Linked DNA regions of Mus musculus: region 1 is linked to region 2. The links are chromatin contacts, called in public HiChIP or PLAC-seq maps. All regions are on one chromosome and are shown on one strand. Each heading gives the region's core, a stretch centred on a gene start, on an enhancer-like site or on the middle of the called end of the contact. The rest is flanking DNA. Distances are from core to core; before and after follow the strand shown.

Region 1 (4,823 bases), core at 230-2,729, 110 kb before region 2:
AGATCTCATTATGGATGGTTGTGAGCTACCACGTAGTTGCTGGGATTTGAACTCAGGACCTTCGGAAGAATAGTCAGTGCTCTTAACAGCTGAGCCATCTCTTCAGCCCAAGATTCAAACTCTTATATTAATGGGCTTTTTATTACTACAGCAGATGCCTGAAATAATCAGTGTGGAAAGTTATCTCGGTGGTCCTGTAGTTTATTGGTCTCTGGTGAAGCACTATAGCATGGGGTAGAACACACACCAGAGCAAAACTACTCATCTCATTGCCAGGAAGCAAAAGTGTTGTAGAAGGGTCTGGAGTCCTTTATCCTGCCCAGGGATACATCCCTCTGTGACCTCAAGGCCTCTCATTAGACCCCATTTTTCAATGTCTCACAATCACTACCACTCTGGAGACCAGGCCTTTTAACAAACAGGCCTCTGTGAGGCATTTACAATTGAAGCTACAGTACTCTCCCCAGACACTTGCTGGTGTCAGCAGTTTTTTTCATGGGTCACCCTTTACTTATTTTCTAGAACATTCACCCTCTTCTCATCCCTGTGGGACACTAACTGGAATAATAGTATCCTAAAGCTTCTCCTGGGGCAGAAAGGACAAAGGAGACTTGATTCTACAGCCTAGGAGGGATGGGGGTGGGGGACCAGAACAAGGTCAAAGCAGGAACACGGTGCATCCGTCTTGTTGTTTATTTTTAACCAACTTGCTCTAACCTTAAAAGGAAACTTAGTCTGTAAGAAGAGCACTGTTATGCTGTGGTGGCCCTGAGCACATACCAAGACCTCTACAGAGATTTTAACTCTACTGCTGCTCTCAGGATTCCCTTGCATGTGCATGCTCAGGCTTGCAAGCAGTTCCCAGCCACTGATGAGCCATGTAGAGACTATTAAGGCAGATGCATTCCAAGTAAGGTGAAGTACTTGCCCCATAAGAGTCTGGCTTGAGAGCAGCCTGTCAGTTAGACTGGGGCTTTACCATAACTGTGTTCCTTCCAGTTCAAAGATCTTTCTCACTTCTTTCTCTTTCTCTTCTTCTGCCCCTTCTCGGTTGTTAAGCCTGCAGTCATAGTCTGCATGCTCTCTCTACCTTCTTCTGTATCCCATCCCACTGGCTTTGACTCTCATAAATCTCCCTAAACACACTAACCCTAAGATCTATTTCTCAGAGCCCTCAATTAACATATTCAATGACAATATATGGCTGTTATCAACAATTATCTACTCATTATATTTTCTATACAAGACACTACACCAGGGATGTGTGCGGAGTAGAGAAAGAATACTGAGAGATACAGATCATGGTTTCTACCACCACAAAACCTTTCACCAACTAGGTAATGTGAGTCCCATAGATACTTCAATGAACAATAGAAAGTACAGTTGTCATGTAATTACTCATTTACATGACTGCTCGTATTTCAGCAAGAGTGTTTTCCAAACCGTAAGTCAAGACACAGTACTTGACTGTGAAGTGACGGCAGTGAGTCACATGCTGCATCATTGAAAATGAAAGAGAAGATACCAGAAGAAAGCATACCACATGTAATATTACAGTATGAAATGTCTATGTGCATATGTTTAAAAATTGACACAATTATATTTTAAAGTGTGCTTGTATGTCTCCATCAAAAAGTTAGGAATTGAATTAAGAATTAGCCCATGTCCTCCTTAAAAGCATGGGTGGTAATCTTTCCAACAGCTGTCTCCCGGCAGTGTTTGAGTAGATGTAGGTCTTCAACAGTTGTTTGTGGATGATGTTCGCTGAGTAGGAAAGAGGAAAGTCACCTATCTCTTTAAGAATAGGAAAAGTGGAGGAAGAGAAAGAGGAAGACTGTGCCAGGGCTTTAACATAATCACATAATCAAAGGTCAGGATACTCCGGTCTTAAAGTGAACTAGAGGTTCCATGAATTGGTGGGTATCTCGATTACCTGTTCGTACAGAGAGAAATTAAGGAAGGAGATGTTGGCCAGAAATTAATGTCAAAATAACCAGCAAGATTCTCCAAGCATGAGTTTTCTATGATAAGCTTATCAAGTAATAATGTCAAAATCATATACTTGCACAGTGCGTGTGTGTTGGGGGTGTTATTTATTTTAAGGGTCTCGACTGGTATTTCTTTGTAAAGATTTTTTAAATTTTTATGTTTTATGTGTGTAAGTATTTTGCCTTTATATATGTAAGTGTGCCACATGTATGCAATGCCTTTGGAACTCAGAAGAGGGTACTGGATTCCTCTATAACTGCAGTTATGGAGCGTTGTGAGCTACCATATGGGTGCTGGTCATTGAACTTGGGTTCAAGGACAAGAGCAGCAAGTACTCTGAGCTCCTAAGTCATCTCTCCTGGCCCTCAATTCATATTTTTGTTATATATTTTTCATCTCAGGCATTTTGTGAGACAAGAAGAGAGAGGCAGCAGTATATTCACCTAATCAAAGGCAGTGACATTTTTTGATTCTACTTCCCTGTAATGAGCCAAGTTGGGCACTTGGTCTGAAATGAACTCACTCTATTTAGGTTTCTTCTAAAGTCAATTTTTCTTGTAAACATGTACAGAGGGCCCCCATTCTTATTGTTTAACTCTTTTAAAAACACTTTTAAATTATATTTTATTTATTTAGTTATTCTATGTAGGAGTGGCTCAAATGCCACTGTTCATGTGTGGCAGTCAGAAGACAACCTGTGGGAGTCACTTCTCTTCCAACACGTGGGGCACCAGAGACCGAGTTCATCTCACTGAGGTTGATGGCAGATGCTTAAGGACATTGAGCCATCCTGTTGACCTCTAAGTATTTATCTCTTGCAGGCAATTAAGTATGATAGATTTAGTCATGTTATTATCTCATCCCTTGGGAAAATGGACTGGTTTTATGTTCTTTTTTAGTGTCTAGAGTGTTTCTCATGATGCCTAAAATTAAATCAAGTTTTTTTTTTTTAAAGATTTGTTTAACAACAAAGACAGAACCAAATGATACCTACATATTAAAATAGATTTCCATTCCAATACAGATTCATTACCTACTGAAGTCTTCTGACTTTGAGTTACACTAATCTAAGACACTGATTATAAAATCTGGCAAAGGTACTTGGGCAAGATGGCTCAGTGATTATAGTTGCTTGCTCTGCAAGCTTGACAACCTGTGTTTAACCATTAGAACCCAGGTAAAGGTGGAAGGAGGGTCAGCTTTGTGAATTTGCCCTGCATCCTCTCACACATACACACACACACACACACACACACACACACACACACACACACAGAGAGAGAGAGAGAGAGAGAGAGAGAGAGAGAGAGAGAGAGAGAGAGAGTTTGTTGTTCATTCGTTTGAATCTGATAAAGGTAAATGAAAGTCTCACAAGATACTTTAGCTCCTAGCTCTTGCCTTTAGTTCATAGTCTGTTTGGACAGATGGGACCTCCTACCTCTGTACTTGGTCTAAGGGCAGACTCAATACTCTGTCCTGGTTTCCCAAGTGCAGATCCCTTGAAGAGCTGCTAATATGGTCATAATCCACCCTTGGCAAAGCTAATATTCCTCTAGTTGACTGGTTGAAGCCCTCTTTTGTGTCCAGGTCATTCAACAAACTTTGTGTCCAGGTCATTAAATCAACAAACTATGTGATGTCATGACTGGCTATGGTATCCCTAACCACCTCTGAACAAAACTGTCCATGTTTAATACCACATATCATCATAATATATCACAAAAAAGCATAGTCTCTAAACCTGAGTTTCTCATTGTTAAAAGAAAAAATATGTTCAATTAGTATCTACAAATTTTGAGTCCATGAGACCATAAAACACAGCAGTAAGGTCAATACTTCTCTTTCCAGCTATAGCTAGGTCAAGACTATCAAAAAGAGACCCTAGCCATATGAATATAACCTACAGTATAATGGCTACTAATGTATATATGACTACTTAAGTCTAATGTCTTTCTTCCTTCAGCTTCTACTAAACATAAAAACCTCTTTCTATCTCATGGGATCCTCTCTGGAGTTGAATGAGCTATAGCCTTGTCTGCTAGTAGATGCTAGGTAACATTTCTGAGGGGAAATGCTGAAATAGCCTTTCTGAGTATCAGAATCTTGTTCTCCCTATATCTACAGCAGTATGATAAGGAATGGAAAACTGATGGAGATGGTCCCTAAGGGCTATGAACTACTTGGTTCCTTAGACAGGGAGGACATGGTAAAACTACAGCTATACAGGCTTTGTATCCACTGCAAAGATAATGGCACAGCCTCTCCCTCTCTTGTTCTCCAAACTCTTCCCTATATTCATCCCAAGATCCAGACATTCCGATGTCTTTGTCATACCTCAATGTCAGCATGCTCGTTATTTCTTTTGTACACACTGGGTTTTTTTGTTTGTTTGTTTGTTTATTTTTTATCTTTCTGGACTGTCTTTGCCATCCTGCTCTCAACCCTTCTGGTCTCAGCTGGGTATCAATCTCCTATCTTGTTTAAGTCTTCTTCCTCTTAATCACATACTAAATCATGTGAGTGCAACCTCCATCCTCTAAGAAGTTAGATCTGACTTTAAGTCTGTGATTCTTGGTGGCATGTCATAGAACTTTTCTTTCCTCCAAATCATGCTGTGTGTGCACCTCAAAGACAGGGAATAACACCTTTTATCTCTATATCTCAGAGTTCAGCACTGTGCCTGGAGTGTATTGGTTAGTAGGTACACAACATTGTGCTTGGGGTAAGAAGTAAATAAGTGGAGCTGGAGAGGTGGCTCAGGGGTTAAGAGCGATGGTTTCTCTTGTAGCTGCTCTGAGTTCCATTGCCAGCATCCACATAGGATCTATAATCAT
Region 2 (4,830 bases), core at 480-2,979:
AGTGTTTCTCTGGGAACATTCATTTCTCTTCATCTGATCCTTAAAAGAACCCAGTTCTTAAAGTTAGGTCTTACCTTCCCTCTGCCATGTAGAAGCAGGTCTAATAAAAGATGGGCACGTTCCTCTTGGGAGCAGTCACCAACAGGACAAGCCATTTAAAGCTGTTTCAGTCCAGAGAATTAAGAAGTATAATCTCTATCTGTTAACTAAGGAAAATATGTAAGTTTCTAAAGCCAGTTATCAGAACAAAATTATTTCCTATATTTTCAGAAGAGAAGCAAAATTGCATGTAGTTTGAGGCCTATCTCCATCCAGGCAAGGTTCTTGGAATTCCTGTGGGCAGTATGTGGCCTTGATGTTGGGATATTGGAGATTTGAATTCTTCTCTGTGGCTCTTTGCCTAGATTTGTCTGAGTAATACACTTACCCTCCTTAGTTTCAATTTTCTCATCTATAGTATTGTTTTGAACTCTCTACTCTCTTTCCAGTGTAGTCCATTTCTTTTCTAAATTTTGTTATTGTCATTGATGATCCTCAAAAAACAGTATTCATCTAGATTGCAAGCCTTCTTGCTTCCTCTATATTCATAGGCAGGAAAGCTTAATGCTACAAGAATTCAGTAACAAATGTACAAAAAAGCAAATTTAGTTGAATCTGAGAGATGAGTATGAGTCTACCCATGACAGACATCCCTTGCTTCCAGGAAGAGAGATCCCTGGTGTGTTATAATCCAGTGAACACCATCCTTGGTTCCTGAGGGCACTGTTAACCATCAGAGTCTGTAGACTCTGTGACATGACACTGCTGTGGGGGGTTGGATAAGGGTAGCTCCCATCAGCCATAGATTTGAATGCTGAGTCACCAGGGAGTGGCAGTATTTGAAAGGATTAGGAGGTGTGGCCTTTTTTGGAGGAAGTGTGTTACTGGGGGTAGGCATTGAGGTTTCAAAAGCTCATGCCAAGTTCAGAGTCTGTCTGTCTGTTTGTCTCCTCTCTCTCTCTCTGTGTCTCTGCCTATCCCTGTCTTTCTCCCTCCTCTTTCTCTGCGCATGGATTAGGATGTAGCTAGCTCTTGGCTACATCTCCAGCACCATGTCTGCCATGAGTGTTTCTGTGTGCCAGGCCTGCAGTGATGCTAATGGACTCAGCCTCTGAAATTGTAGCAAGCCCTCAGATAAATGCTCTCTTTATAAGAGTTGCCTTGGCCATGATATTTCTTCACAACAATAGAACTGTAACCCGAACAACTGCTCACTAAAAATGAGCCAATATCTCTAGAATTCTGGAATTTTGGAGGACAGAAAGTAAAGAAGAAGAGACCTGTGCCCAGAGACACAAAAAAACCAAATAAGTTTAATGTTTACGATTTTCCTGTTTCACTGAGACATTTCATTGTTGGGGACAGTAAGCTACTAGCTATAGTGCTAGGTACAGTGTGGGAAGGTGGTTTCATTTCAGATCATCACCTGGACAATGGAAAAGCTATAATAGCTGATATTACTGTCCAGGCCTAGAAGTAGGTCCTACTCTTAGCACAATGATACATTATATTCTAACAGCAAACGAGTGACTGAGTGAATGAATGAATGTCCACTTGACCGAATTCTGCAAAGTAAAAGAAGATGTATACTACAGAAGAGATTTCTCATGCCACTCACCTTCTACCCCCAAAGCCTTCTGTGAAAGGAAATGTCTGCTGCCACCTCTGACCACTTCCTCAGTAACCCACCAACCTTCTGGTGCCCCCGCTTCACTCTGTGGAGGTGGAACCCAGAGAGAATCATCTGAGTTAGGGGGAAGTGAAACTTGTTCCTTACATATTTTTATTTTCTGCCTCCTGTTCTTCTCCAGCCCTTCTGTGTGAGCAAGATGTTGGTTAGAAGTTTTTGAAGGAGGGAAGGCCACAAGATGTGTGCAAGGGGATGGGGAGATGAGCAGGGATGGAAGGGGGAGAGGGAAAGGGGGAGAAGAGAGGAGAGGGGTGTGTGTAGAGAAGTGTTGCAGGAATATATATAGAATGTGTAGCACAATAATGGAGCTAATTCAGAGCAAAAGGAAACCTTAGTAGATATACGTCAAAGCGGTGATGGGCTCGGGGTCCAAGGTCTCCTCATTTTTGTTTGCTTGTTTGATTTTGGTATAGAATAGAGTTTATTCAGAGCATGGAGAGGGGAGTTAAGAGGATAGTAGAGGCAGAGAAAGGCAGAGAAAGGCAGAGAAAGGGATAGAATTAGAGGCCAGCCATGACCACGTGGAGAGAAGGGAAATGGGGATGGGGAGAGAGGGGAAGCAAGAGGGCAAGAGAGAGAGAGGCAAGAGTAAGTAAGAGTGGTCTCCTCATTTTTATGATCAAATGTGTTTGATTTGTGAGAAATTCAAGGCCAAAGGAGGAAATGCATTGTTGGATTCAAGAGTTATTTATCTTTGATGACATTCTTTATCTGGCTCATCCTGCTGGCAGTCATCTAGGGAATAAATTCTGGTGGTTCAATATATGTTCCAAAAGTTTCCAACCAGGGAAGATGGACCACATGTAGACAGTAAGTGGCAAACGTTCACCTCTGTAGTGATAACGCCTGTGGGTTTCTGATGCTGGCAAGAAAAGTCCAGAAGGCTGACCTCCATTCGGCCACAGAGGTACCTTGAGATGGTGACAAGGCATCTCTTAGGGTGTTGCATCAGTGAACTCAGGCAGTAGGTGGTAGAGACTTCGGACAGGTAGGAGACTCGGGGGCAGAAGACCAGTGTTTGGAAGACTGATGAAGTAAGCTGGGCCCCATCTCAGCAAAGAGCAGGTGAACAACGCTCCACAGAGAGAGGGAAACAGGATTCTGCTTCTGGCAGGCAGGGTCACAGACGCTGGGGCCAGCCAGCCTGTTTTGTGTTATGATTTTTGTCAATTTGACACAAGCCAGGTCATATGAGAAGAGGGAACCTCGGTTGAGAAAATGCACCCATCTGATTGCTCTGAAGGGCATTTTCTTTTCTCTTTTCCTTTTAAAATTATCATTCTTTAACCTTTTTGTATAGTCCAGTCAATATCCCCCCTTTTGGTTGGCCCTCCAACAGCTCCTCATTCCATTCCCCCCGCCCCCGACCCCCCGTCTCCAAGAGGATGCCTCTACCCCACCTTATCCCACCAGACCTCCCACTCCCTGGAGCCTCAAGTCTCTTGAGAGATTAGGTGCATCTTCTTTCACTGAGGCCAGACCCAGCAGTCCTCTGCTGTATATATGTCAGGAGGCCTCATATCAGCTGGTGTATGCTGCCTGGTCAGTAGCTCAGTGTCTGAGAGATCTCGGGGATCCAGGTTAGTTGAGACAGCTGGTTTTCATATGGGATCACCCTCCTCCTCAGCTTTCTCCAGCCTTTCCCTAATTCAACCATAGGAGTCCCTGACTTTTGTCCATTGGTTGGGTGTAAGTATCTGCATCTGACTCTTTCAACTGATTGTTGGGCCTCTCACACTAAGCTCCTGTCCGTAAGCACACCATAGCATCAGTAATAGTGTCAGGCCTTCGAGCCTCCCCTTGAGCCGGCCTCCACCAAATTCATGGAGGTGCCTAGGGACAGAATATGTGGTAAGCTCTGAGGACAGAGGGAGCAAGGGTATGCAGCCTGTGCATCACCACAGCCTGGAGGGGTTATGTTATCACATCGATTTGTTGTTTGAGGGCCCATGCTTCTGTATGGTTACCTCAGAGTTGGTTAGGGTAGGAAACATAGGAAGAGACTAGGAAGGAATCTTGGGGTGCTCCTATGGGGTTTGACTGTGGCAAGTGTAGCTTATTTTCCTTGAACTTTGGTTCCTGTTTGGGTAGGGAGGGCATTATATCTCTTTAGGACTGACATGCAGTAGCAGCATGTCACAGACCCCAACTTCACTACTGTGACTTTGTGCCATGAGAGACCCAGGAATCTGATCATGCCCCACGAGCACCTTTTTGGGGGAAGGAGATGGAGATGCCCATTGTCCAACTGTTTTCTTGCCAAAGACCAGCCTCAGTCGTTTTGAGGGTCTGGGGAATGGGAGGATTAGATCAGCGTAAAATCAGAGTCTCAGGCAAGGATGCAGGTGGAAGCCGACAGGCGACTCATTCTGAAGCTACTCTCAGAGACAGCTTTCAGGTTTTCTCTGAGTCCACCTCAGTCTTGTGTTGGTAACACACTTCCTTGTCCATGATCAAATATATGATCAGACACCTTTTCATTATTTTCCTCAAACCCATTATTTTTCTCAAAAAACCCCATATAGCTGTCACCAGAAAGCACAGTGCACACATAAAGTCACAATTCAGTGCCTCAAAAGCAAATTATATGTTAACTTTTAACTCTCGGGAAAACCTCCACATCACAGGTCACCTGGGCATAAACTTGCAGTGATAGCATTAGCCCGAGAACAGGAAGTGCTAGCAGGTTGGAGTAATGTTAATATTTCTACCGTCTAAATTTGCAGAACCTCTTCTTCCACATTTTTGGGCTCAGCTGAATATCTACTTCTACAGTGCTTTCAAACTCTTTTCCATATGCAATATTAATCCCTCTTTCAGCTTCCCCCATGGCTCCTTAGCTAGCCTGAACCCTATCACTTGTCATTTGTACCCTAGTTCCCTTAGGCACGTGATGCCAGGAGGTCACATCAGTATGTTCCAATCTTTCCAGAAAAGTCAGCCCACTAATCCAATGGCCTTCTCATGGGGTCTAAACTCTTTTAACCATTCTTTCATATTTTTTATTATACATATGTCTTCCAATTTTCCCCAGTAATATTTCTGGGTCAAGCTTTCTGTTATTAGAGAGCTCTCATGGGGGCTTTCACCATTGCCCACTA

The links. HiChIP or PLAC-seq counts read pairs in DNA pulled down with a chosen protein or histone mark.
Region 1: a contact with region 2 is called in a BATF HiChIP or PLAC-seq map of CD8 T cells, with 5 read pairs. The contact joins two enhancer-like sites. A contact is called at or near these places in 4 of 115 datasets of contacts at active chromatin or transcription factors (CD8 T cells, the HPC-7 cell line, bone marrow-derived macrophages and 1 more).

Annotation. Positions count from the first base shown.
Region 1 is chr1:161,903,922-161,908,744 of GRCm38.p6, reverse strand. All of the region lies in intron 2 of Gm31925 (a long non-coding RNA gene), which reads right to left. Among named protein-coding and RNA genes, the nearest start is that of Gm31925, 10 kb to the right of the region's middle. Within about 2 kb of position 1,479, at least 46 of the 459 cell types and tissues checked have an H3K27ac peak or open chromatin away from gene starts, as enhancers often do. A contact at or near this core is called in CD8 T cells and effector CD8 T cells, where this site is marked.
Region 2 is chr1:161,795,995-161,800,824 of GRCm38.p6, reverse strand. No RefSeq gene overlaps it. Among named protein-coding and RNA genes, the nearest start is that of Fasl, 9.9 kb to the right of the region's middle. Within about 2 kb of position 1,729, at least 70 of the 459 cell types and tissues checked have an H3K27ac peak or open chromatin away from gene starts, as enhancers often do. A contact at or near this core is called in CD8 T cells and effector CD8 T cells, where this site is marked.